3 separate regions of the Mus musculus genome follow, and regions 2 and 3 are each linked to region 1. The links are chromatin contacts, called in public Hi-C and capture Hi-C maps. All regions are on one chromosome and are shown on one strand. The core of a region is the stretch at or near the end of the contact, and the rest is flanking DNA. Distances in the headings are between cores, read along the strand shown.

What was found. A called contact is a pair of places that touch in the nucleus more often than the background predicts. Capture Hi-C pulls out chosen DNA fragments and counts their contacts.
Region 2: a capture Hi-C map of bone marrow-derived macrophages shows a contact between it and region 1, with 3 times the contacts expected there. The contact joins two enhancer-like sites. A contact is called at or near these places in 2 of 484 Hi-C or Micro-C datasets (bone marrow-derived macrophages and macrophages), 2 of 115 datasets of contacts at active chromatin or transcription factors (bone marrow-derived dendritic cells and bone marrow-derived macrophages) and 1 of 9 other capture datasets (bone marrow-derived macrophages).
Region 3: a contact with region 1 is called in a Hi-C map of bone marrow-derived macrophages, with 55 read pairs. The contact joins the promoter of Igf1 here to the enhancer-like site in region 1. A contact is called at or near these places in 4 of 39 promoter capture datasets (the 3T3-L1 cell line, cranial neural crest and macrophages), 1 of 15 datasets of contacts at CTCF or cohesin (the NIH/3T3 cell line), 3 of 484 Hi-C or Micro-C datasets (bone marrow-derived macrophages and macrophages), 2 of 115 datasets of contacts at active chromatin or transcription factors (bone marrow-derived dendritic cells and bone marrow-derived macrophages) and 5 of 9 other capture datasets (adipose tissue, bone marrow-derived macrophages, liver and 2 more).

Annotation. Positions count from the first base shown.
Region 1 is chr10:87,751,393-87,755,077 of GRCm38.p6, reverse strand. No RefSeq gene overlaps it. Among named protein-coding and RNA genes, the nearest start is that of Gm30073, 45 kb to the left of the region's middle. Within about 2 kb of position 1,412, at least 10 of the 459 cell types and tissues checked have an H3K27ac peak or open chromatin away from gene starts, as enhancers often do. A contact at or near this core is called in bone marrow-derived dendritic cells and bone marrow-derived macrophages, where this site is marked.
Region 2 is chr10:87,837,366-87,841,082 of GRCm38.p6, reverse strand. All of the region lies in intron 1 of Igf1os (a long non-coding RNA gene), which reads left to right. Among named protein-coding and RNA genes, the nearest start is that of n-TKctt21, 9.3 kb to the right of the region's middle. Within about 2 kb of position 1,407, at least 4 of the 459 cell types and tissues checked have an H3K27ac peak or open chromatin away from gene starts, as enhancers often do. A contact at or near this core is called in bone marrow-derived macrophages, where this site is marked.
Region 3 is chr10:87,856,590-87,860,516 of GRCm38.p6, reverse strand. It overlaps Igf1 (insulin-like growth factor 1), which reads right to left and starts at 1,465. Exons shown (of 4, transcript NM_001111275.2): 1 at 1,105-1,465. The coding sequence starts at 1,167. The region is part of intron 1 of Igf1os (a long non-coding RNA gene); the gene reads left to right.

The sequences.
Region 1 (3,685 bases), core at 163-2,662:
CCCCAATACCTTCCAGCTCTATCCATCTGTTCCTATATTCTCTCCCTCTACCTCAGAAACCAGAAACTAGATAGCCCATGGAAAACCAAACACTACTAGTCTTAAAAATCAATAAAATGCCTCTTACTGATTTTCTGCTATACTCAGAGATCAGTGCCTTATTCAGTCATCATCAGAGAATCTTCCTCTGACAGAAGAGTGGAACAGATGCAGAGACCCACAGCCAGAAATTATGAGTGGAGAGTCTAAATGGGAGGTTTCCATTAAATCCTCCCCCCTCAGAGCTTAGGAAATCCCTTGGAAGAGGAAGCAGAAAAAATTGTGAGAGCCAGAGGGACTGGAGGATACCAGGAGAATAAGACCCTCTGAATCAACTAAGCAAGGTGCATATGAGCTCACAGAGACAGCAGTCACAGTGCCTACATGGCTCTGCACCAGATCCTCTGTATATATTATAGCTATTAGCTTAGGATTTTTAAGGGACTCCTGACTATGAGAATGAGTGAGTCTCTGACTCTTGTGTCTGCTTTTGGGGCTCTGCCCCTCCTATTGGATTGCCTTCTCCACCTTCAATATGATAGTTTTTGCTTCATCTCATTACAGATTATTTCATCAGGTCTGGTTGTTATCTCTTTGAAGTCTGTCTTTTCTCATGACAGAGAGGGAGTGGATCAGGATGGGAGGAGAGGTGAGGAGAAACTGGAAGGAATAGAGGAAAGGGAAACTATGATTAGGATATGCTGTATGAGAAAAGAATATTTTCAATAAAAAGTAAAAAAAAAATGGAATATGTCAGCACAGTTAAGAATACAGACTTCAAGATTTACCAGATTTGAAGCCCATTCTGCCAACTTAAATGTTAAAATGAGATAGGTGTCTCTGTACATTGTAGGACCTAAACAACACTGTATTAGACAACACTGTGTTGATGTCTGTTGTGAGTCTTTAGAAGGACTATTTAATATTCAGAATTTCTCAGATTTATTTCACCACGGGATAAGAGTCTGGAAGAACATGCCTGATAAAGCCAGCATTTTCACATAATACATACTTAACTGCTAGATTTAAATCATCATTTGTCTTCAGGTTGGAAGAAAGCCTTCCTTCATATCCCCCCTATTTAACCAGTGTTTTGTGCTTTTTCTAACACAGCTGATTCTACATTCCCATGACCCAGGCAGAGTTTCCATCCCTCTGGTCCTTGGTAGAGCTGATGCTGAGACTGAGACAGGTTTCCTGGGAGTCCTGAAGGTCATAAGACAGAAAGAGCCTCTTTCAAGTCTAACATGGCTCATAAAGCATGGGGAATTCCCAAAATCGTTTAGAAAATTCCATTTAGTCTTGACATGTTGTGTCCAGCTTTAGGTAATACATATAAAATGCCTGATGTGGCATTTTCACTTCCTTCTCTGTTACCCAGAATTCTATTTTTATTGCAGTGTGTTTAGTAGTCACACATATATCAACATGAAGATCTACTGGTTTAAAGTTCCCCAAAGAGTAACTTAAACTATGGCTCACATCATGCAACAAATGATTTCTCCACTCCTTAGAGACTCCTACCAAGAAACCTTGGAAGATGTCACAAGTGTCACACCCAAAACCTGGCTTTCTTCCTACCGCTCCCGATCATAAAGCTCCATGAGGCAATGAAACTGATTTGAACTTCAGCTTGGCAATGTCACACCCATGTCACCTCACATCTTTCTAAACTATTTGTAAATCTGCAAGATTAAAAATAAAAGTATATCGGCAGGGTTATATTCATCCTATGTCAATATATATTGCTTTAGGTTATGGGTTCGAAGAAGGTTATTTCTTTTATATCACATCTTGGAATCCTTAATTCAGCATCACATATGTTTTTTTCTCATATTTTAATGCCATTGGAAAAATATAATTTTTGGACATCTTGAGAGTTTCTTACATTTAAATATTTATTATCATCCTCATTGATATTCCTTGAGGCTATGCGTCCTAGTTATATTCCTTCCATTTTGCCAACTGTATTCCACACCCATCAGCAAGAGCACTAAACTTGCATTTACTTGGTGACTATGCTTGCTTGCACCACCCTTTGTTCGCTAGTAAAGTTTTGAAACTCTTTAACCTCTTGTGGATTCAGGATGCTGCAGTTGAGACAGCAACCTACTTTCACAAGGTAGCTGAGAGGGTCAAATTAGGCGATGCATACAAAAGGTCTTTGTGTATCCTACCGATTTTGAACATTGCTCAGTGTCAGTTTGGTGTTGGCAAGTGGATTCCATCCATGTAGGACCCTCTTCACATTTCAAAGTGAAGGTTCCATTCAGTCTAAAACGAAGTTGTTTAAAACTAAGTTTTATATTATTTCAGTGAACTTAATTTGTTCTACTCAAGGCTGACATATTTCAGATAGGAGACTTGTATTTGCCTTGATTCTAATACTTAGCTTAGGTTTGGAGCAAGCTGTGATTTAAAGATTTAATTCCAGGTCCTGTGTCTGACCTTGGTCTTCATTTGCCCTTGAGTAAATACAGATCTCCTGGAGGGTGAGCTGTCCAGACAGAGAACAGTTGGTGACGGTTTACCTTGGATTTGAAACATTTCCCCAGTGATTTATGTCTCTGACATGGTCTCATTTCATATAACCCCAAATCCAGCCCTATTTGTTTCCCTTGGCCTCTTTGAAAGCAGCAGAGCTGCTTACTCCATATATTCAGGCAAATTCCCCAGGATGTATCCCCTTCTATGCACCAAGCCAGTTCTGCTTTGTTGATTAGCTTGGTGATCCTCTAGGCTTCTTTGGGGAGTTCAGAGCTTATGTTCTCATGGTGTAGTGTTCCAAAATCTGACAGATAGAAACTAGAAATTGGCCGCTGTGCTCAATTCCCACATGTTATGTTTTGACTTAGCTTTAGATCTGTAGTTATTCAAGAGCAAGCACATAGTATGAACCACAACTGGGATCTCAGAGCTATGCCACTCCACCCACCCCAAATAGGGATCATGTCCACTGAGGATGTTCAACCAACCCCTAAACTTAATTTCTTAAATGTGAAAGCATGAGTGAATCGTGTATCTTCTTACAAAACTGTGCATGGTCAGAGAATCAGTAAGCAACTAAACACATTTCTCACACACTACATTTCCTGGTCTCGTACCAGAACCAGCCCTTTATTATGAAGGGAAATCCCAATCTTTGTCTTTCTGGAAATTCTAATCTGATAGCAGAGGTATAACCTCAGTAGACAAATACATTATCAGTGAACAGATCTGAGGCTTAATGTAAAGTGACCTGCAGAACTTCCTAGTATCCGAAGTCTGATGGTTCTTGTAGATTGCAGACTAAAATCTGTGTTATGCTTTGGTGTGATATATAAACAAGCCTCAAAACAATTGCAACTGTAAGCACTGTCTGGTGTGTATGTCTTCACATGAAGGGATTTTACTGGACCAACTTAAGAATGAGTATGGAAAAAGACATAGAAAACCAGGACCTGCAAACCATCATAGTATCCCCTCCATGTTTGTTCATGCAGTGAATTTTTAGTAAAATATTGAGATACATGAATGACCTGGGACTGAGGGAAAAGTGATTAATGTCTTGGCTTTCATCCTGAAAATCTTTGAGCTGAAGTTGTTGGATTATCTGTTCTCTGAACATTCAAATCCATTTGTTCCCTGGCTTGTTTTAGAGAAACGT
Region 2 (3,717 bases), core at 158-2,657, 86 kb before region 1:
TTGGGACAAGGTCAAGGTGACCTGTATGAACCGATTTTTAATATCTTCAATTTATTTAAGTGTCAAGAAATAATCCAGCTAAAACATGATTGCAAAGCTTTGGGAATACCATCTGCTACCAAATCTACTGTCTTTTTTACTACCCTTCCAGGAACACTGAATTTAAATGTTCAACCTTGATACTTGTCTCAAAGAATTTAAACCTATCAAATTCAATTCAATTCAAATGATGAATAACCATACTAACCTTTTGTTAATGTGTACCAGTATAATTTGGAAGCTATGGCATTAAATATAGAGATTATCATTGCACATTGACTTGATTTTGATAGTTTGATGACTGCTATAGTTTCAGCTATAATCTTTGTTATATTGTTAATGCTCTCAAAGATGTTCATTCTATAGCCTGCAGGCCACACATGATCCAGGAGTGCTATGAATATAGCTCAACACAACATTGTAAATAACTTAAAACACTTTGGACCTCTCTCTCTCTCTCTCTCCCTCTCTCTCTCTCTCTCTCTCTCTCTCTCTCTCTCTCTCTCTCTCTGTGTGTGTGTGTGTGTGTGTGTGTGTGTGTGTGTGTGTGTGTGTGTATGTGTATGGTTCTTGAATAGGAACTTTGTGAATGATAATGTGTTGTAATACCATGCAAAATTAATGTGTATTTGTTCTCACAATCTGTAGACCCAGGGTTGCACACCCATGGTAAATGAGTGGCTGACTGGAGTTGGGATAAGGAAAGAAGAACAAGTTAAAGATCAAGATAAACATATAAATGAGGTCTTGAGGAAGCAGGAATCCAAGGCGCTACATTTCTTCCCTCTGTCTACCTCAGGAAGAGGACTTCCTTTGAAAATGGAAATGGTCCCTGAGAAGGTTGTGAGTCATTGAGAATGTGTGTTCCCCAGCAGACTAATAATGAACTCCTCCTGTCTTGGTGAGATGGTACTGTCTCCCAGTACTTCCAACCTCACCACTGAAAACTGCTTTTAAGACTTATCCAGTCCTGGTATGAGTGTTTGTGCCTAGTCTTATTGCATCTTGCTATGCCATGTTTGGTTGCTATCCCTACTCTTTTGTGAAGGGAAACAGAGGAGCAGTGGGGCTTGGGGGAGAGGGTGTGTGTGTGTGTGTGGAGGGAAGGCTGGTGTTGGGATGTATTGTATGAGAGAAGAATAAATAAGAGGTAAAAGGGAAGATAAAAGACTAATCTCAAAAGGGAGGCTGCAGTCAGAACTGTTACTCAATGCCTTCATAGAGATTAACTTTGCATCATTTAAACCCTCTTTACACTTCATCCAGGAGACCCTCAATATTATCTTATGCATCTTGTAACTTGTTGTAATCTGCACCATCCCCATCCCCACCCTTTTCATTGCATCCTCTGGGACCCATAGTGCACATCATCAGCAAAAATCTCCTACTTCTTCATCTTCTCTTACTTCCCCATTTTGCTCTGAAACCCACATGCTTATTGATTTTATCCACTTGGTGGAATTTACTTTTTTCTTTTTGTATCTTACATGCACAGGGGGCTTGAGAGTACAGATCGGTGTCTTCCTCATTTCCTGTGACTGTTTTCTCACAGTTTAGACCCTATATTAAACTACTCTGGATTGCAAGTGTTGGGGCAGACCACCTTCCTCCCAGGGATGCCCTTATCCACTGTCTTCTCGGTCAGTGCCCACCTTCATTACCTACTCACTGTCTGGACACTGCGTTTCTTTCCATCCGTGTTTCTACTAACATTCTTGGCTACATCAGCATCCATCTACGTCGTCATGTGGCTGAGGATCCTCTCAGCTCCTTTGTCTCCTTGCATTTAGTTTTCTCCTCCACCTGTACCTCACCTTTTAGTCTCCATTCTCTTTCTCTAGAGTCTAATTAAGCCATCCAGCTGCATATGTTCTATCAGTCATATGGAAATCTATCCTCAATCATGCCCATTCTTTACCTCCATTCCGCTTCCCTGATCACTGTCTCCTTGTGGCCTCAGTTGCCAATTTACCAACTTAAATTCCACGAAGCATTCTCATAATTCAGCTCTTGTGTGGATCTACTTTGTTCGTTCCTCCTTTCCCCAATTTTGTCAAAAACAGACACCATCTGAATTTCTTTCATGCTTGCACTTAAGGCAGCTGAAGTCAGAGAAAAACCTAATCTGGCTGAGTGGCTCCACTTTAGAGATATGGCCAGACAGCTCCAGTCTTCATTCAGCACAACTAGTAGAAATCTAAGGGTGCTGGGAATAACATGGAGAGTATTCAGAGAGATGATAAAACCAGATGAAAGGAGACTAGATGGGACTCAGATAAGAGATTAGTAAAACAAACAAACAAACAAAAAAACCAGAATGGATGTTGAAGCCTGGACTATAGAAGTGACCACAGTCATGTGAGCCAATGGGAAAATTCTAGACATATTTTAAGAGGTAAAATGAGCAGGATTTGCAAAGTGCCATTAGCTGGGAAAATTACCACTGCCTGTATCTATGCCTACCAGGTAGAAACTGGAAGAAATGGGTGAAGGTAGTCATTTCTAAATTTAAGATTTTATCCAGAAGGCTTCCTCCGAGAAGATGCAGTAGGAAAGCCTCTCTCTGCCTTGCTAGCCTTTTCCCTTCAACACCCCCAAGACTCATTCCTGATGCTTCACACTTTTCCTAATTTTTTTTGTAGTTCCCATTGTCCTCTTTATATTTATTATCTTCAAGATGAGAGGATAGAGAAAAGAAGATGCCGGCTCCTCTCATCTATAAAAATCCCTGTTTAAGAAAAGAAGTGCAAAGCAAACGGAGGGAAGGGATGTACTAACAACCATTTAAGACATTTCCATTTCCATGTGGAAGGATGAGGCATGTAGGCAACTGGACATAACAGTTTAAGAAGTAGAACTTGGAATTACAGTGGAGGCCATAGCAAAGAGAATAGGCATCGAGAATTGATGAACCTCCAGTTAGGGCCATCTCAAAATTCTCGGAGGAGCAATATGCGCCCTCTCTTCTGCACCCTTATCCTTCTGTATCCATTACTCTTTTATGCCAGTAGCTGACAGTTTATTTTGACCCTTTCCTTATCTATATCTCCTTTTGGATTGCCAGTGCCACAAGACAACGGATGCCTTTGCATATAGTGAGTGAAGTTTCTCTCACACCTTCCATCAGGAGCAGTGATGTGACTCCAGCTTAGAGTGTCAACTGTTTTTTACACTGTTGCCATCAATGATGGCTTAAGTGTGGTCACATAAACTAGTGAAGCCTAGAAGTGTGAGCAAACATGTTGGAGGTCTCCAGGGGCCTGGACTAAAAGCAATGCCAACTCAAATGAAAACAGACAGGAGACAAAAAGAAAGCAGCCAGGTCCTGGTGACTTTATTTAAGACCTTGGACCTCCAATAGATCTTGGATGGGATAAGTTCATGTCTAACACACATGTTAAAATGGTAAACACATTCTGACTTTTCTTTAATTTTGATCAATCTTCCTTAACTTTAATTACCTTCTCTTCCATTTAAAAACAGTAGAATCTGGGCTAATACAAGCTGTAACTGAATGATCTGAATGGAGGAATTCACTTGCACAGAATAGATAATGTACGGCTAGAACAAAAGGAATTATAAATGTATTTAATGAATGCTTGGAAGGCAGATACATTGAGGAAAGGCAGATATTGGAGGAAAGAAATTAAGTTGATAGAAAACAAGGAACCATGCGTA
Region 3 (3,927 bases), core at 216-2,715, 110 kb before region 1:
ATCTTTTATGAATTAAGCCCTCCGGCAACTGCCTCCAAGGAGCCGGTGACAGCGGCTTAGAAGTGCTTGCAAATTGAAAAAACACAAGTCTGGAAGGATATAATTTTGCTGAGAATGGAAACTTGAAGTAGGGCCAGTGATCAAAAGGAGAAGGCAGAACATAGACAGCGGCAGGGGCAAACGGCAGCAGCAGCAGCAGCAGCAGCAGCAGCAGCAGCAGCAGCAGCGGCAGGGGCGAGCGACAGAGCCAGAGGCAAGTGACAGAGGCAGCACAGCAGCAGCAGGGGCAAGCAGCAGCCGATTCACCTAAAGAGGCTTTGCCTTGCCGCGCCGCGCGGTGAGTCTAAGAGCAGAGCCTTAAACCAAAATTCAAACCCCAGCTCAGTCACGAAAGTCCCCTTCCAAAGAGAAAAGTTGGACAAGCAGCCGCCAGTAAGCTCCTGCTTTCTGAGCACAGCCTGTATCTGTTTAAAATTTCTGAATATGCAAAGACAGCAAGTTGTCTAAGAGCTTTTACAGAAAAGCAAATTAAACTTCCCCTAACTTTGACTTTCTGGGCAGAAGTGCAAAGAATTCCCGATTCTTGGCTCCAAAAAAAAAGAAAGAAAAAAGCATTTTTTAAAAGCCTTCCTATCATCTAAAATGTAACTTTTAATCTGTGACATGCCTCGTAAATAAAGTCCTGACAAATCACACACATACATAGACACAGACACAAGAACATGCTCTGAAAAAGCCAACGCCTGCACCTGTGAGAGAGAAGCACTCCCGAGTTTATAGTCATCTTTCTCGCCCCGAGCCATAGGCTAGATTTAAAGGAGTCTCTTAAAACGGCAGTGTGGAAGCCCTGTGGAAGCGGAGGCTTTAGCAGAAGTACCTTGCAATAGTTTCTACCCGTACAGATACCTCTGCAAATGCATTCATCCCCCGGAGCTCCTTTTACAGCTCGCACAGAACTGCACATTCAGCAATTTGTAAATAACCCCCAGTTCTGAAACAATGCAAATTCTAAAGCAAATAAAGACTCTAGGCAGAAGAAAACAGTACACAGTTTAAATACAATTCTCCAACGAGTTAAAAAAAAAAAAAGTAAGAGATATTTACCTTCAAGAAGTCACAGAGGCAGATCTTAAATAATTGAGTTGGAAGGCTGCTGATTTTCCCCATCGCTTCTGAAGTACAAAGTCTGGAAATGAATTGGTGGGCAGGGATAATGAGGCGAAAAAGAAATCCAGAGAGATGGGAGATGTTAGAGCAATGTCACATTTCAATTTTGAGGACTTTATTCCATTGCGCAGGCTCTATCTGCTCTGAATTTAGCAGTGACAGTGAGATTTAGCAAGCAGAAGAGGGATTTAGAGAAAATCCTCACATTTATCTACAAAACACAGACACTGTAGACAGGAAACAGCTGGGGGAACATTCGCCTTCTCTCTCTCTCCCTCTTCTGGCAAAGTTATCGAGTAAGGACTTTTTTGGGCACCGTGACAAATAACATCATACCTTCGCTCTTAAAAACTGGAGCACAGAGACTCACCCCCCCCCCCCCTAAAAGAATGTGTGTCTCTGACAGGGTTAGCAGACATTAAATACTGAGGCTGCCATAGAAAAATAGGCTCTGTTCTCTGATTAACTTTCCACAGGGTTTGAAGGTACACTTGTGTGCTAATACACCTCACCAGGATTAGAGGATCTAAGTGGGACACGGGGGCAACTTTATATTTTAGGGCAAATGCAAAATTTGAAGGAAAAAAAAAACAAAAAAAGGAAGAAGAGACTATCTCCAGGAAGCACAATGCTGTTAACCCTGAAATGACCAGGGTAAACTAGATCGAAAGGCAGCTCTCAGGGGAAGGGGAGGTGGAGGGGATAGAGTGACCCTTGTCCTAGTTGCCAGGCAAGGGGAATGATCTCATTTCCTAAAACCTATAGATGGCCAGGCAGCAGTGGGCTGGCTCCTGTCAGGACACTGTGTCATGCTTTGTGCAGAGAATCAGGCTATGCTGAGATCTGGGATGGATTGAAAAATAAAATGATCCTAGTTTTCAACAAAGCTGGATGCCTGTCACCTCCTTGACCCCAAGGAAGCAGTATGGGAGGCACACACTGTTTCCCGTTGGCTGTATTGTTCTCTATAAATGAGTGTGTGTGTGTGTGTGTGAGACACAGTTGTGTGTATGTGTGCATGCATGCATATGTGTGTGTGTGTAAGTGTGTGTGTCTGTCTGTGTCTGTGTCTGAGTGTGTATTCCAAATAATACCAGCTGGCTAGCAATACTCTCTCCAGGGTTATGATGTCATTCAAATCCCTCAACTGGGTAAGTGGCTGGCAGCATGGTTCAAGCCGGCTGCTTCTGCTATTTATAATGTATAAACTCGCCTTTGCCACAGGGAATGGAGTTCTGATCTTCTGTTGATACGGTTTGTACCTATTTCTCAGTGGTCTTTCAGAGGCAGTAGATAAGAAAGTGAATTATGAAAGAAGGTTACAAAAGCCCAGATTAGACGCTGCATGCTTTCCACGGATATCTCTCCAGGTGTGCTTTCCCAGGGGAGATGGAAATGAGCCAGACTTGCCTCAGTCTCTTACTCTCTCGGACTCTCAGGGGGATTTGAAGGTACTGACACATCGGTGGAGACAGAGGCCAGTTGGAAACTCTACACTGCCTCTTTACGCTGCCCCATGGATAGAAACCTGCTTGGGGATGTGGTGATTGTCCTCAAATGAAACCAGTTTGGTTTTGCAAGGGGCTTGGGCTCTTTCCAACCCTCTGTGTGGTCAATACTTCACAGCAGTGTTTACCTTTCAGACAGGAACATTAGAAACCTGGTGTGAGACTGTTCCAGTGGTGGGTGATGCTAGGTATCACTTGATGAAGGAATCATGTGATGACAGCACCTACTATGTACTTGATTAGACACACCTCTGGTAAAGCAAAAAGGAGCATGCAACAGGCAGGGAGAGACACACGTTCCTGACGTCTGTTGAGTATCTGAAGCGTGAAGACTTATGAGTGGTGGGAGGGGGCCGCAGTCTCTCAGGGAGGCAGGAAGTGAAAGCTTTTTGGAAATGGAGATGGGGAAGGAGAGAATGCTATGTGAAGGGCACGGGGCTGGGAAGTTCCTGTGGGTAGGACTGACTCTGAGAACACACAGAAGTGTGGCATCATCAGGTGGTCCTGCCATATCTGCAGTTGTGGGCAATCCCTTGCACATACAGTAACCCAAGGCTTCCACTAACAGGCTATCATTGAGTGCTTGATTTATGACAACTTATGGAGATGGTGTGTGTGTGTGTGTGTGTGTGTGTGTGTGTGTGTGTGAGAGGGGGGGGAGGGGGAGGGGGAAGGAGAGATGGAGGGAGATGGGGGAAGGGGAAGGAGGCAGAGGGAGATGGAGGGAGAGGGACAGGGAGAGGGACAAGGGACAGAATAAACAGTAAATAGTTCATCCCCTCCTCTTTAGGACCTTGATGAGAACATTGTATGAAACCAAAGACCTCCTGTTTTCAAGTCTTTCTCAGTTGAGAGTTTCCAGGTCCTTGGTTTTTAAGTCTGGAGAACTGGGTCCCGGCTAGGCACCCTCATCTACTTCTGGGCGCCTTTCGTGTAAGTTAGTGCTTTGAATCACCTCTTTCCAATGCAATTGTAGCAGACTTTGTCTTGGTACATTCTAGAAGCTTACTGCATTTCTCCATGTTTGTGACTCTGACTATTGTGCTTTCTGGGCGCTGTGCTGTGCTGTGCAATGCTTTGTGCTGTGCCACGTTATACTGTGCCACTGTACTGGCATGTCCTGCCATATAGTTATGCTGTGCCGTGCTGAGCCGTGATGCTCTGCAGTACACAGCACAGGTGACTGAACCCTCCATTGCTTCATCTCAAGGGCTGCTTTGAGGACTGAACACGTCATCCCATGAGATACTGC